Linked DNA regions of Mus musculus: all the other regions are linked to region 3. The links are chromatin contacts, called in public HiCAR-type and promoter capture Hi-C maps. All regions are on one chromosome and are shown on one strand. Each heading gives the region's core, a stretch centred on a gene start, on an enhancer-like site or on the middle of the called end of the contact. The rest is flanking DNA. Distances are from core to core; before and after follow the strand shown.

Region 1 (2,700 bases), core at 27-2,526, 2.4 Mb before region 3:
CTCATTCACTCTTTCGTTTATTCAGCAAATATTTACTGATCATCTTCTATGTGCCTGGCATCATTATAAGAACTAGAAAGGATTAAAAAGAGGGCTGGGCATATAAGAGCAATTTAAAAGCAGATCTCTCTCTCTCTCCCCCCCCCCCCCCCCCCGTGGGTGTGAGTGTAACACATTCCTTTGAGAGAAATCGGTTAACCCACACCTCAGGTTTTCTACCCTTAAAGCATAGAAACATGAAACAATTGTTAGAATATCAATAGTGTCAAACACTGGACAAGGGTCTTTTTTTTTTTTTTTTTTTTTTTTTTTTTTCCAAGACAGGGTTTCTCTGTGTAGCCCTGGCTGTCCTGGAACTCACTCTGTAGACCAGACTGGCTTCAAACTCAGAAATCCACCTGCCTCTGTCTCCCGAGTGCTGGAATTAAAGGGGTGCATCACCACTGCCCGGCAACAAGAGTCTTTAAAAACCTTCTGTCACTGTATGAATAAGTATTATTCAACAACTTGTTAGTTGTTGCATTCATTCAGTAAACATGTAGACATGTTAGGTCCTTAAATTATTTCATATGTTAGCTGAGTATGAAATCTGTGTGATCCTAAATAGCCAACCACTTGTCTGAGGCTGTTTCCTCATCTAAAAACAATGCCAACAATGGCTTCTATGTATCTATGTGTCCATGTGTCCATGTATCCAATGATGTCTGCCATTTGGGAGAAAGTGGGTCAGGAGAAATAGAGACTGTGGTATTTAGGGCAATTTCTTGGTCCTCGTTGTTCTTAGCAGTATTTCTATTTCTGTGACATCTCCTCTGTGATATCCAGTTCAGTGTTCGCACACCTGGGGTCCAGAAGCGTCTATTGCTTTTCTTTCAGAGAGGAGCAGATAAAATGAGCCAGTGGGGCAGGGAAGGACTGCATGCTGACATGTGATCAAGCCATGACCTGAGTCCTCTGACTTCTACTGACCCTGATCTCTGGCCTTTGGAGGCATTTGGGCCACAGATTTGTTCAGGGATTCTTTCTGACCTGGGTGTTCTGCAAGGGCAAAAGCAAAGAACGTCTGGTCCTCTTCTCCAAGGGCAGAGGCTGGCAAGCCAGAGTATACGCAAAGAGGACCCTCAGGAGCTCCTGTGAGGGCTGGAAGCCCCGGCGACAGGAACGGGTGTTGAAGAGAGGGGCGTAGGGGGTGGTGTTTTGAGAGGCAGGGTTCTTAGGTTAATCATCTCCATGGCTCAGATAAGACCCTGCCAACTGGAAGCAAATTATTGGGGCCAGAACAGATTGCGTGAGTGCAGAGGCAGGCGGGTTGGAGAGTCTGCAGTGTGGGACCATGCCAAGCACCAAGCGGTATCAGCATGTGATCGAGACCCCTGAGCCTGGGGAATGGGAGGTAAGGTTCTTTCTCCATTTCAGCCTTCTCTTCTGATTCCTAAAATACTGTTAAGTTTGGACTGGCCTCAGCTCTGGACTTCTACTCCCTCTTCTATTTTTTTTTTTTTTTCTTTTGCTACACGGTCTAGCCCAGGCTGGCCTCAAACTTGCTATGTATCTGAGGATAGCCTTGAACTCCTGATCCCTTTGTTGCAGCTTCACTTTCCAAATGCCTGAATTGCAGGCACACTTACCATGATAGGCACCTTTCCCCTTACCTTTCCTTATGATCTTCCTTTCCTAATAGGCTCAGAACATCACATGAAGACTAAGTTTTTAGTATGTGAATGGTGTGTGCCTTATGTGTGCATGTATGTGCACAAGTCGGTGTGTGTGAAGTATGTGAATCTAAGCCAAACACTGGGCCTCCTGCCACTCCCACCTCCAGTCCAGCAGGCATAAGGCAGACTTTGGCTTTCTGTCCCTACCCTTGTGTGTCTCTAGTTGTCAGGGTATGAAGCAGCTGTGCCAATCACAGAGAAGTCCAACCCACTGACCCGGAACTTGGACAAAGCAGATGCAGAGAAAATTGTTCAACTGCTGGGGCAGTGTGATGCTGAGATATTCCAGGAGGAGGGGCAAATCATGCCCACCTACCAGGTGACCCACAGTCAAATCTCAGACACTGCAAATAAAGATGTCAAGTCGGCCACACTTCCACCTCTACCCTCCTGATACAGGAAATCCTGATCCCTCTCCTTCAATCTCAATCCATCATCTTCCATTTCTTCCTCCCCTCCCCATTCCCATTTTTAAAATTTATTTATCTGTTTTGTGATGTGGAAGGATTTGTTCCATGAGGAAATGTGTGGAAGTCAGAGGACAACTTTTGGGAATCAGTCTGTCCTTTCACCATGTGGGTCCCTGGGATTAAACTCAGATCATCAGACTTGGCCACAATCCTCTTAACTCACTGAGTCATCTCACTGCCTTTCTCTCACCTCTACCCCCCCACCCCATTTCTCCATCCTGATTCCTGTCCACTCTCTACAGCGACTGTACAGTGAGTCAGTTCTGACCACCATGTTGCAAGTGGCTGGCAAGGTCCAGGAAGTGCTGAAGGTACAAATTCCCCACCTGCTTCTCATCCATCCAAACACTTCTGTTCCCTCCAACTTCCTCCTTCCCGGGTCTCCACTTCTTGTTTTTATAAATCTCAGTTCTTTATTCTTTTAGTCTTCCCTTTGGATATTTTTTGTTGTTTTAGTCACTGATAATAGTTATGACAGCTACCAGATGGATACTACTTTATCAGCAGCAGTGCAT
Region 2 (2,700 bases), core at 106-2,605, 2.6 Mb before region 3:
GCTGAGGATCTGCGCAGAGACCACCGCGCCACCAAGCTCGGCTTCCCGCCCCCGGGAAGGTTCTCAATAAAGGACTCAAGTGTCCCACGTCCTCGGCTCCTTTTGCTGTCCACTCCTAGGCTCAGCTATAGAAGCAACCTCGCCATCGCTCTACCCTTTCTCAACCCCAGACCATCTGAAGGGGCGGAGGCGAAATAGTCCCTCGTGGCCATTCCCTTTACACTAGAGGTTGCCTCCTAAGCCGGAGACCCTGAAAGGGTATCAGACCTCCGAGTTCCGGGATCTGGCGGGTTGGGGGAAGGGCTCCCAGGAATTTAATAGGCTTCCTCTCCCATCTCATTTAGCATGCTTGTCTCTCCTACCGGCCTGGAGAGCTCCACTTTCCCAAAAGTTCTTACCCTAACTGTAGTTGCCGGTGCCCTCTCACCACTATGACAGAAGATAGAGGCTAAGCTCTTGGGCAGTTTTATTAAAAAATAACCACTCAGAGTATTCAGGGTGACTCTGGGCGGCGCTGCACCGCGGGACTGAGACAGCTCCGGTTGTGCGCGTTCCAGCCCCGGGGTAGGTAAGGGAAAGGGTCAAGGCTTTCGTGACCCCATACGGGGCCGATCACTTGCCCACCGAATCGAATATGATGCGGTTCTGCTCTGCGCGCTCGCGCTGGCTCTGTGTCCGAGCTAGCTCCAGCAGGGTCCGCAGCAGGTGGAAGGTGAGGTCGATGGACAGTGGAGGGTCGTCCCGTCGCTGCCGCTCGCCCGCAGGCTCAGATCCTGCGCGGCGCGGGAAGCGCTCCGCTAACAGCAAGAGGAGCGCGCGGACGCCGCCGCCCTGATTCCGCACTCCAGGGCTCCATCGCAGATTCGGATCCTGGACCCCAGTTGCCGCCGCAGCCGCTGGGCTCCACTGGCTGCTCTCCGGGCGAAGCTGTGCCAAGAGCAGCAACGCCACCAGGAGCGTAGCGCGTCCCCTCTGTATCATGGTGCCGCCTGCCCTGGACACACAGGGGCAGCATAGGGTGAGGTGCACTTGGAGCAGCCGCAGGTAACACGAGCCCCTTGGCGCGCACGCCCAGTGCCCCTGCCGAGACCCTCCAGCTGTTGCCTGGTGTCCACATCCTGCCCACCAGCCCTAGGCGCTGTGCCAGTCCAGTTCCACCCCTCTCTCCCTCCTTCCCTCCCGGCAGGTCACAGTGGGTGGGCTGAGTGCAGAGTCTTGGTGGTAAGGGAGTCTGGATCGTTGCTTCAAGCCACTCACAGGTTATCGGAGTGTCTGCCCAGTGCAAGATGGAGCTCCACTCTGTCCCCGGGGACGGGCTGAAGACGCCTTGGGGAGCACGGGGTCTGTCCCGGGACCGCCGCCAGCCTTATATAGCACCAGGACAGCTCCGACTGACGTCAGCGAAGAACATGAACTGATTGTAGAAACAATGACACCGGCAGCTTTGAGTCCAGCAGCTTCGAGCCCCCAGAGGGGTGCGTATCCTGACTTTGTGTCCCTGGAGCTATCTTTGGAAGCACCCTGGCTGTAGAGGGAGAAGCTGGCAGAGCCATAAAGATAGATCTTCCGGATGCAGAGTCCTTCCCCGACACAGAACCACCAATGTCTCCAGAGCAGGAATAGTCAGGGGTTGTTTCTCTTCTCAAGTAGAGAGGGAGGACTGTGGAGCTGTCCGTGGTTCCGAACTTCTTCACAGCCACAATCTGGACAGAAGTTCTGGGGAGAAGCCTGGGCTGCTTAGACACGGTCCCTAGGCCGGCTACTGGGTCCTCAAATTGAGATCAGAAATGCTCTGCTGGCAGGGGCTCAGACAACACAGTCCCACCCAAAGGCTCTCCAATACAGTGGGTCTGACCCATTCTACTGACCATTGTACAGCAGTACAAACTAAAATCTACAGGTGTCAGAATGGCATAAAAGGGTGTTTGGCTTTCAGAACTTAACGTACCTCCTGAGTTTGGCAAAGTCAGCTTTTTCCTAGGAAACACAGAAACAGTACTATTATACCTTTTTACCTTCTAGGTCAGGAGCTGGGGTGGTGCTGGTGCACTCCTTTAATCATAGCACCCAGGAGACAGAGGCAGGCAGATCTCTGAGTTTGAGGCCAGACTGGTCTACTGAGCTGGTTCCAAGACTACACAAAGAAACCCAGTTTTGAACACACACACACACACACACACACACACACACACACACACACACACACACAAACACACACACGAAAACGAAGAAATCACTAGGTAGAAGTGAGAAAACTTTGGCCCAAGTTCCTCCTCTGCCACCAGCTTGTGTAGTCAGGTCCCTCACTTCTGAAACCATTGGCGTCTGTCTTTGTAAATGAACAGCCTCTGCTTCTTTCCAGTTACAGACAGGTCTGTGCTCTTCTGAAGGGTCTTATTCATAGCCACTGCAGATCCCAGATAATAATGTATCTATTTCTGTGCCTATAAAGTCCCTGACAGGGTCTCGAAAGGCACTAGGACCTAGAAAAGTTAAGCGTGATAGCCACTCTAGTCTAGGGATGTTGCTTAGTTGTTAGAGCACGTGACTAGCATCCACAATGCTGAGTTCAAGTCTCAACTCTAGACAGGAAGTTGTATCTATACAGAGTGGGGACGTGTGCTAGCTATTGGGACATAGGTGTAAAGTTGGCAAGGTCATATTATTCTACAAATATCTGTGAGGAATATACTATGTGGT
Region 3 (2,700 bases), core at 60-2,559:
GGGCGTGGAAATAGGGGTCAGAGCTCACATTCTGGTTCATTTACTGATAACTAATCTGCCAATAGATTAGGGGAGAATGTCTGCTATGACCCCCTGGGGTGGCATCCTGGGAGAGGACCTGTGGGCAGCTGCCTGGGGGTGCCATGGGAACCCAGGACTGGATTCTAGCCAGTCTGCAGGGAGGGGTCCTTGGCCAGAGCAGGAGTAACAGTAGGCAGAGCTGCCCAGCTCTAGGGTGGACACACAGGGATGAGAGCATGAGGGTTCTGGGGCCAGGGCTTTCCCTGCTCAGCTATCTGGGAAAGATAAGGGTGATGAGTAAGCCAGTGAAAGGTGTTCGTAACCCACGAGCCATTCCCCCCCCCACCCCCCCCATGAGCAGTTTTAAGTTCTTCAAGCCACATACAGCCAGACTGGGCAGAAGCACTGAGCCAGGTCCCCATGTATCTGGCTCCCATAGGCTTCATCAGACCTTGTGGAACTTGTCTGAAAGTGAGACAAGGTTCCCTGCCTTGTGAGGGTAGAGAGGCCATCAGTCACAGGGTGGTTGCTGTTACAGAAGTTCTGCCAGGCAGGACCTACAGCTTGCCAGCATGATGGGGTGACCAGGCTGATCCTCCAGGGACCAGCTGTCATTGTGACACTCCCCAGATGGAATGTGTCCCACATGATGGGCGTGCTGTGCTAGGACATCCATAGGTTGGAGTTCAGGCAGCCTTAGGGTAGGGCAGGCTCCCCTGCTTTGTATCCCCAGCTCTTCTCGCTATTCCGAGAGGCTGGGTAAGTTTCTTCCAAAACCTGTGTGTTCTTGGGGAAGTGTGGACATCGTTCCTGAGCAGGATGCAGGCAGCTGGTTAGTTTGATAAATACAGCAGCGTGTCCGTCTTTTCTAGGGTGCAATCCCTGGGTCTTTCATCATGTAAACTCTGCTCCATCCTTCACTGGAAGACCTGTTCACACGTATTTGTATTTGTCTTCCTGGAACTGTCAGGCTTTGTACCTGAGGATTTAGTGCTCTTTGCACAGGGTTCATTCAGCTCAGGGGGCCAGTTCACTGTGAAGACGCCCTAACACCTAGACCCCCACCGAAGTCAACCTTCTGAGCCCTTGAGCACAGCTTTATTGGAGGGAGAAGCGTGCTGGTAGACAGTCCTGAGCTCGGCATTGCTTCAAGGGGTCGAGCGTGCGACCCTTGCCTCGCCTGCTCCGCCCCAGCTGGGCTCCCACGCCCTCTGGGACCGCCCGGCGCCCCCGCCTGACCACGCCTCTTCGGATCTCCCGCCCCCTGGCCGCCGGGGAAGGGGAGTGTTCGGGGCGTGGCGGGAGCACCCCCCAACCCCCGCCCGGGCTGCTGCGCGCCGGGCAGCCCCAGTTCAGTGCACTGTGGCAGCGGGGGTGGCGGGAGCAGCTGGCGCCGTGCGATCCACTCCGGCGGGGGGACTCAGTGGTGGGCGGCCGGCCACTGGGACAGAGGAGACCCTGGAAAAGCGGGCCGAGAGACGGAGCCGCGCGTGGTGAGTTGGGCTCTAGCGGCCGCCAGGTTAGTGTGAAGGACTCGGCTGGCACTCGGAGGTTCCGGGCGGGCTCAGAAGCAGTCAGGGGGTGAGATATGCGGGAAGTGGAGCGGTTCGTAAGTGCGGCGAGGCCGGGGCAAGGCGCGGGCTTCCCGCTCTGGAAAGTTTGCGGCTACTGCCTCCGTCCTGGGAGGGCTCTGCGGCAACCAGGGAGGGAAGGAGGAGGGAGGAACCGCGGCTGGGAGGAGGCGGCCGGCGCCAGGCAGCCCGGGAGAGAGCTAGGAGTCGGCGGGCGGGGCGGCCGGGGGTCGGGGTTCAGGAGCGAGGCCGCGCTTCCCCGCTGCCCTCCGGAGTAACTCAGTGCTCTCCTCCTGTAGTCTCCACAGAGGCGTTCTCCCACCGGCGCCGGAGCCGGGCGTGGGGGGTTGCAGCATGCCCGCGCGCGCTGCTTGAGGACGCCGCGGCCCCCGCTCTGGAGCCATGGTAGTCCCGGCCTGCGTGCTAGTGTTCTGCGTGGCGGTCGTGGCTGGAGCTACTTCCGAGCCTCCTGGTCCAGAGCAGCGAGTTGTGCGGAGAGCGGCAGGTAAGGACTGACCCAAGGTGTTCTTCTGGGGGCCGGCCCTGAATCACAGGGGCTTTGGCAATGGTGAACAGCCCTTGGGTGAGGAAGGGGCGTCGGGTTGATTAGCACCACAGGGGCTAGTGCGCCGAGGTTTGTCCCCTGCCCCGCAGATCGCTGTCAGCTCGGACGCGGCAGTTTATAGGGGTGTCTGTAGGCTGGGAGCCACCACCCAAGTGCGAGGCGTCACGTGGACCGGTGCCCGTGACGGTGGTCCCAGGCAGAGGGGCGTTGGGAAGGCGCGCGAGCTGACTTCCCACGATTCCTATTGTTGCTTCTCGAATTTGAGAGGAGGAAAAATGCCTGTTATTGATTCAGCCGTTCTCCCGGAACAGTTCTTCCTCTGCTTCAGCTAAAGGAAGGCTGGACGTTGCGGGGTGGATAGTAGTATCCCAGCCAAAGCTCAGCTTCAGGGTTTCGCATGACAAGGTGACAGCTTCAGTGCGGCTGCTCCCCTCTTATCCTGTAGGCGGCCTGAGGGGTCGGTTCCCAGGGGCGCGCACAGACTGCCCTTCAGGCCGCACGCTGGGAGATGAGGGGCGGTTGTCCCAGGATCTTGGCGCCGCC
Region 4 (2,700 bases), core at 39-2,538, 2.8 Mb before region 3:
TACTAATGCCTCCTTCACACCTCTGCAGACAAGTACAGCTTTTCACTTGTAATTACAAAGACCTCTATTCTTTCCATGCACTCACACCACAGTTAGGCAAAGAGAGAGTGGGGGAGGGGAGGAGACATCCACACCACACGGATCTTTACTGGGACAGACTCCAGCACACACTCTGCAGCAACTGCTGGAGATGCAGCAGGGGATTCCTACAGTGTACAGTTAGTGGAATAGCAGGGAAAGGACGGGTGGGCCACTCCACAGCCAGGAGTGCTGTACCCACTCTCCGAGAGACCTTCCTTGTCCCAGCCAGCGTCTCCCCTCCTGACTGTCATCCTTGTCTCCAGGTGTATTCACTGCACCACTGGCTGGACGCTATTTGCTGAGCGCTGTACTTACTGGGCACCGGCATGAGAAAGTGGAAGCAGTATTGTCACGCTCCAACCTGGGCGTGGCCCGCATAGACTCGGGAGGCTATGAACCCGAGGGACTGGAGAATAAGCCTGTGGCCGAAAGTCAGCCCAGCCCAGGCGCTCTGGGCGTCTTCAGCCTCATTCTGCCACTGCAGGTCGGAGACACTGTCTGCATCGACCTGGTCATGGGGCAGCTGGCACACTCCGAGGAGCCGCTCACCATCTTCAGCGGAGCCCTGCTCTACGAGGACACAGAGCTTGAACAGGTGTAGACAGGGTGGACCCGACCACCAAACTTATCTACAGGGGCCGCAGAGCCACCTGGATGGTGGCTACCCACCAAGGCAAGGGCAAGTCTGGCGACCACGTCCCGCTGCGGTTCAGGCATCCAAATCGGTCACTCCGTACGTTGTGACTGCGTGGTCTATGGGACCGAGGCATCTCCTCTTGACCTTTGGCCTCATTGCCGTCCCCACCAGAGCCCTCTCCGGGACCCAAGCTGCGGAAGAGGAACCTACCCTCCAGGGCTCTCCCCAGTCCACACCACCGTACTAAACTATTCAGGAATAAAGACACTTTTTTTTTTTCTACAAAACATAGCTATTCTGCTCTAGTACATGTTTGGGGGTAGTTAAGGGACAGGACAGGAGGAAACAGAGTTCTACGGAGGGAACCTAGGCTGGTGATCTTTGGGTGTGCTCCCTACTAAGGGCACCTGCGGACTCAGGGTCACGGCCACCGGTCCCCACAGCGGCCGCTAGGGGGCGCTAGGCCAGAACCACTGCGAAGGCTGGCAGCGTTCCCCGTCACGTGACACCGTTAATCTGGCGCGGGGGGGGGGGGCGGGGCCTCGGCCGGGTGGGCCACCTTGGCGGGGCGAGGGAGAGAACGCTTGCTTCTGTGCTCCGCCTGCGAAGGCGAAGTTTCTGTTGCCAGACTGTGCTAGTCCGGGTGGTCCAGGGTCTGCAGCAGGCGCAGAGGGATCGGAAAGGCGATGCATTACTAGTGCGCTTTCGCTTTGACAGCTGAGGCGGAAAAGTGAGAGGGCCTGCCATTGGCCGGGCTAGGTAACCCACCCTTGCAAAGCAGAAAGCTCCCTGCGGGAGGAGTTCTGCACGCAGAGGAGGAGCCAAGGTAGCCAGTGAGAAGTTGGGACACGGTCCTCCAGTAGATAAGAGGCAGAGCCCAGCAGGAACCCCCTCTGCTTGCGGGTAGGAAGCTTGGGGAGCAGCCTCATGGAAGAGAAGCAGATCCTGTGCGTGGGGCTGGTGGTGCTGGACATCATCAATGTGGTGGACAAATACCCAGAGGAAGACACGGATCGCAGGTAGGGGCGCCCAAGCCCCTCGGAGATCCCAGGGCCGCTGTGGTCCTGTCTTTTTGCGTGTCACTGCTAATCGGCTGCTAAACCAGGGATAGCCCTCTGTCTCCATGTGGTGAGGCCTGAGTTCAGCTTGGCGTTCTCTGTCCCGGGTCCCTAAGGGGTACTCTGTGAGAATGAAGACATGAGACTGGAGACCTTTAAAACCAAGACCCAGGGGGTGTGTTGTTTTGTTTTCGGAGTCTTGCTTTGTAGCCCAAGCTGGCCTAAACTCCTTTAGCCTCCAGAATTAACAAGAGTGCAAACGTATGCCTGAATCAAAACCCAGGCTTTCACTAGTGTGTTGTTGGCTGTTTACCATTTCAATCTGCCGATCATCAAAATCCTCAGTTTACAGAGAGGGCTGTAATGATTTTTTTCCCTCCTGAGCCCTCACACACCTGATAAGGTGCCAGACAAATTTTCCTCACCCCAAACCCCCAGGTCTCCCAACTCCTAGCCTATGCACTTCTAATTTACCGCTTACAGCTAAAATAAAACACCAGGTCGCTAGCAGTGAGTGGTATGTGATGTTAAACTACTCACATTTAAAAGCCTGGCCCTGGCGTTTGAGCCTTGCCTAGCTCAAGGACTGGCCGGCAGTGTAAGCAAAGCTGGAGGCTCTCTGGGTCAGACAGGGAGAAACTTGGCTCCTGAGCCACAGCAGGCTTTCTCCTGGAGCTAAGTGCCAAGAGGGGTCTTTACAAAGGTGGGTAAACATCTTAGTGGATGTTCTCAGAACATTCTCAATTGTCTGGTAGAAGTTAAAGTGTCCTTTGATGGCTCTTATCTTTGCTCTTGATAAAGGCCACTCCAATGTGCTGCTGTGCCGTGAAGGCATTCTGTGGGGTGGCGCACCGGCTTTCTCTTGGCGTGGTCTAGCACCCTGAACAATGAATGTTGTATCTTGGATATTAGTTAAAAGGAAGT

What was found. Promoter capture Hi-C pulls out the DNA fragments that hold promoters and counts their contacts. HiCAR-type assays count read pairs that join an accessible place to other places.
Region 1: a contact with region 3 is called in a promoter capture Hi-C map of liver, with 4 times the contacts expected there. The contact joins the promoter of Gckr here to the promoter of Fgfr3 in region 3. A contact is called at or near these places in 2 of 39 promoter capture datasets (hippocampal neurons and liver) and 1 of 484 Hi-C or Micro-C datasets (liver).
Region 2: a contact with region 3 is called in a HiCAR-type map of astrocytes, with 4 times the contacts expected there. The contact joins the promoter of Ucn here to the promoter of Fgfr3 in region 3.
Region 4: a contact with region 3 is called in a HiCAR-type map of kidney, with 4 times the contacts expected there. The contact joins the promoter of Khk here to the promoter of Fgfr3 in region 3. A contact is called at or near these places in 1 of 39 promoter capture datasets (liver) and 1 of 115 datasets of contacts at active chromatin or transcription factors (kidney).

What each region holds. Positions count from the first base shown.
Region 1 is chr5:31,296,287-31,298,986 of GRCm38.p6, forward strand. It overlaps Gckr (glucokinase regulatory protein), which reads left to right and starts at 1,277. Exons shown (of 19, transcript NM_001374741.1): 1 at 1,277-1,393; 2 at 1,879-2,034; 3 at 2,428-2,496. The coding sequence starts at 1,334.
Region 2 is chr5:31,137,540-31,140,239 of GRCm38.p6, forward strand. It overlaps Ucn (urocortin), which reads right to left and starts at 1,356. Exons shown (of 2, transcript NM_021290.2): 1 at 1,258-1,356; 2 at 450-994. The coding sequence starts at 981. The coding sequence ends at 613. It overlaps Trim54 (tripartite motif-containing 54), which reads left to right. Exons shown (of 9, transcript NM_021447.2): 9 at 1-87.
Region 3 is chr5:33,720,415-33,723,114 of GRCm38.p6, forward strand. It overlaps Fgfr3 (fibroblast growth factor receptor 3), which reads left to right and starts at 1,310. Exons shown (of 18, transcript NM_008010.5): 1 at 1,310-1,514; 2 at 1,892-2,097. The coding sequence starts at 1,995. RefSeq lists promoters at 1,155-1,995, 1,155-1,359 and enhancers at 1,515-1,891, 1,722-1,780.
Region 4 is chr5:30,920,271-30,922,970 of GRCm38.p6, forward strand. It overlaps Khk (ketohexokinase), which reads left to right and starts at 1,289. Exons shown (of 9, transcript NM_001310524.1): 1 at 1,289-1,737. The coding sequence starts at 1,646. It overlaps Emilin1 (elastin microfibril interfacer 1), which reads left to right. Exons shown (of 8, transcript NM_133918.2): 8 at 345-1,005. The coding sequence ends at 682.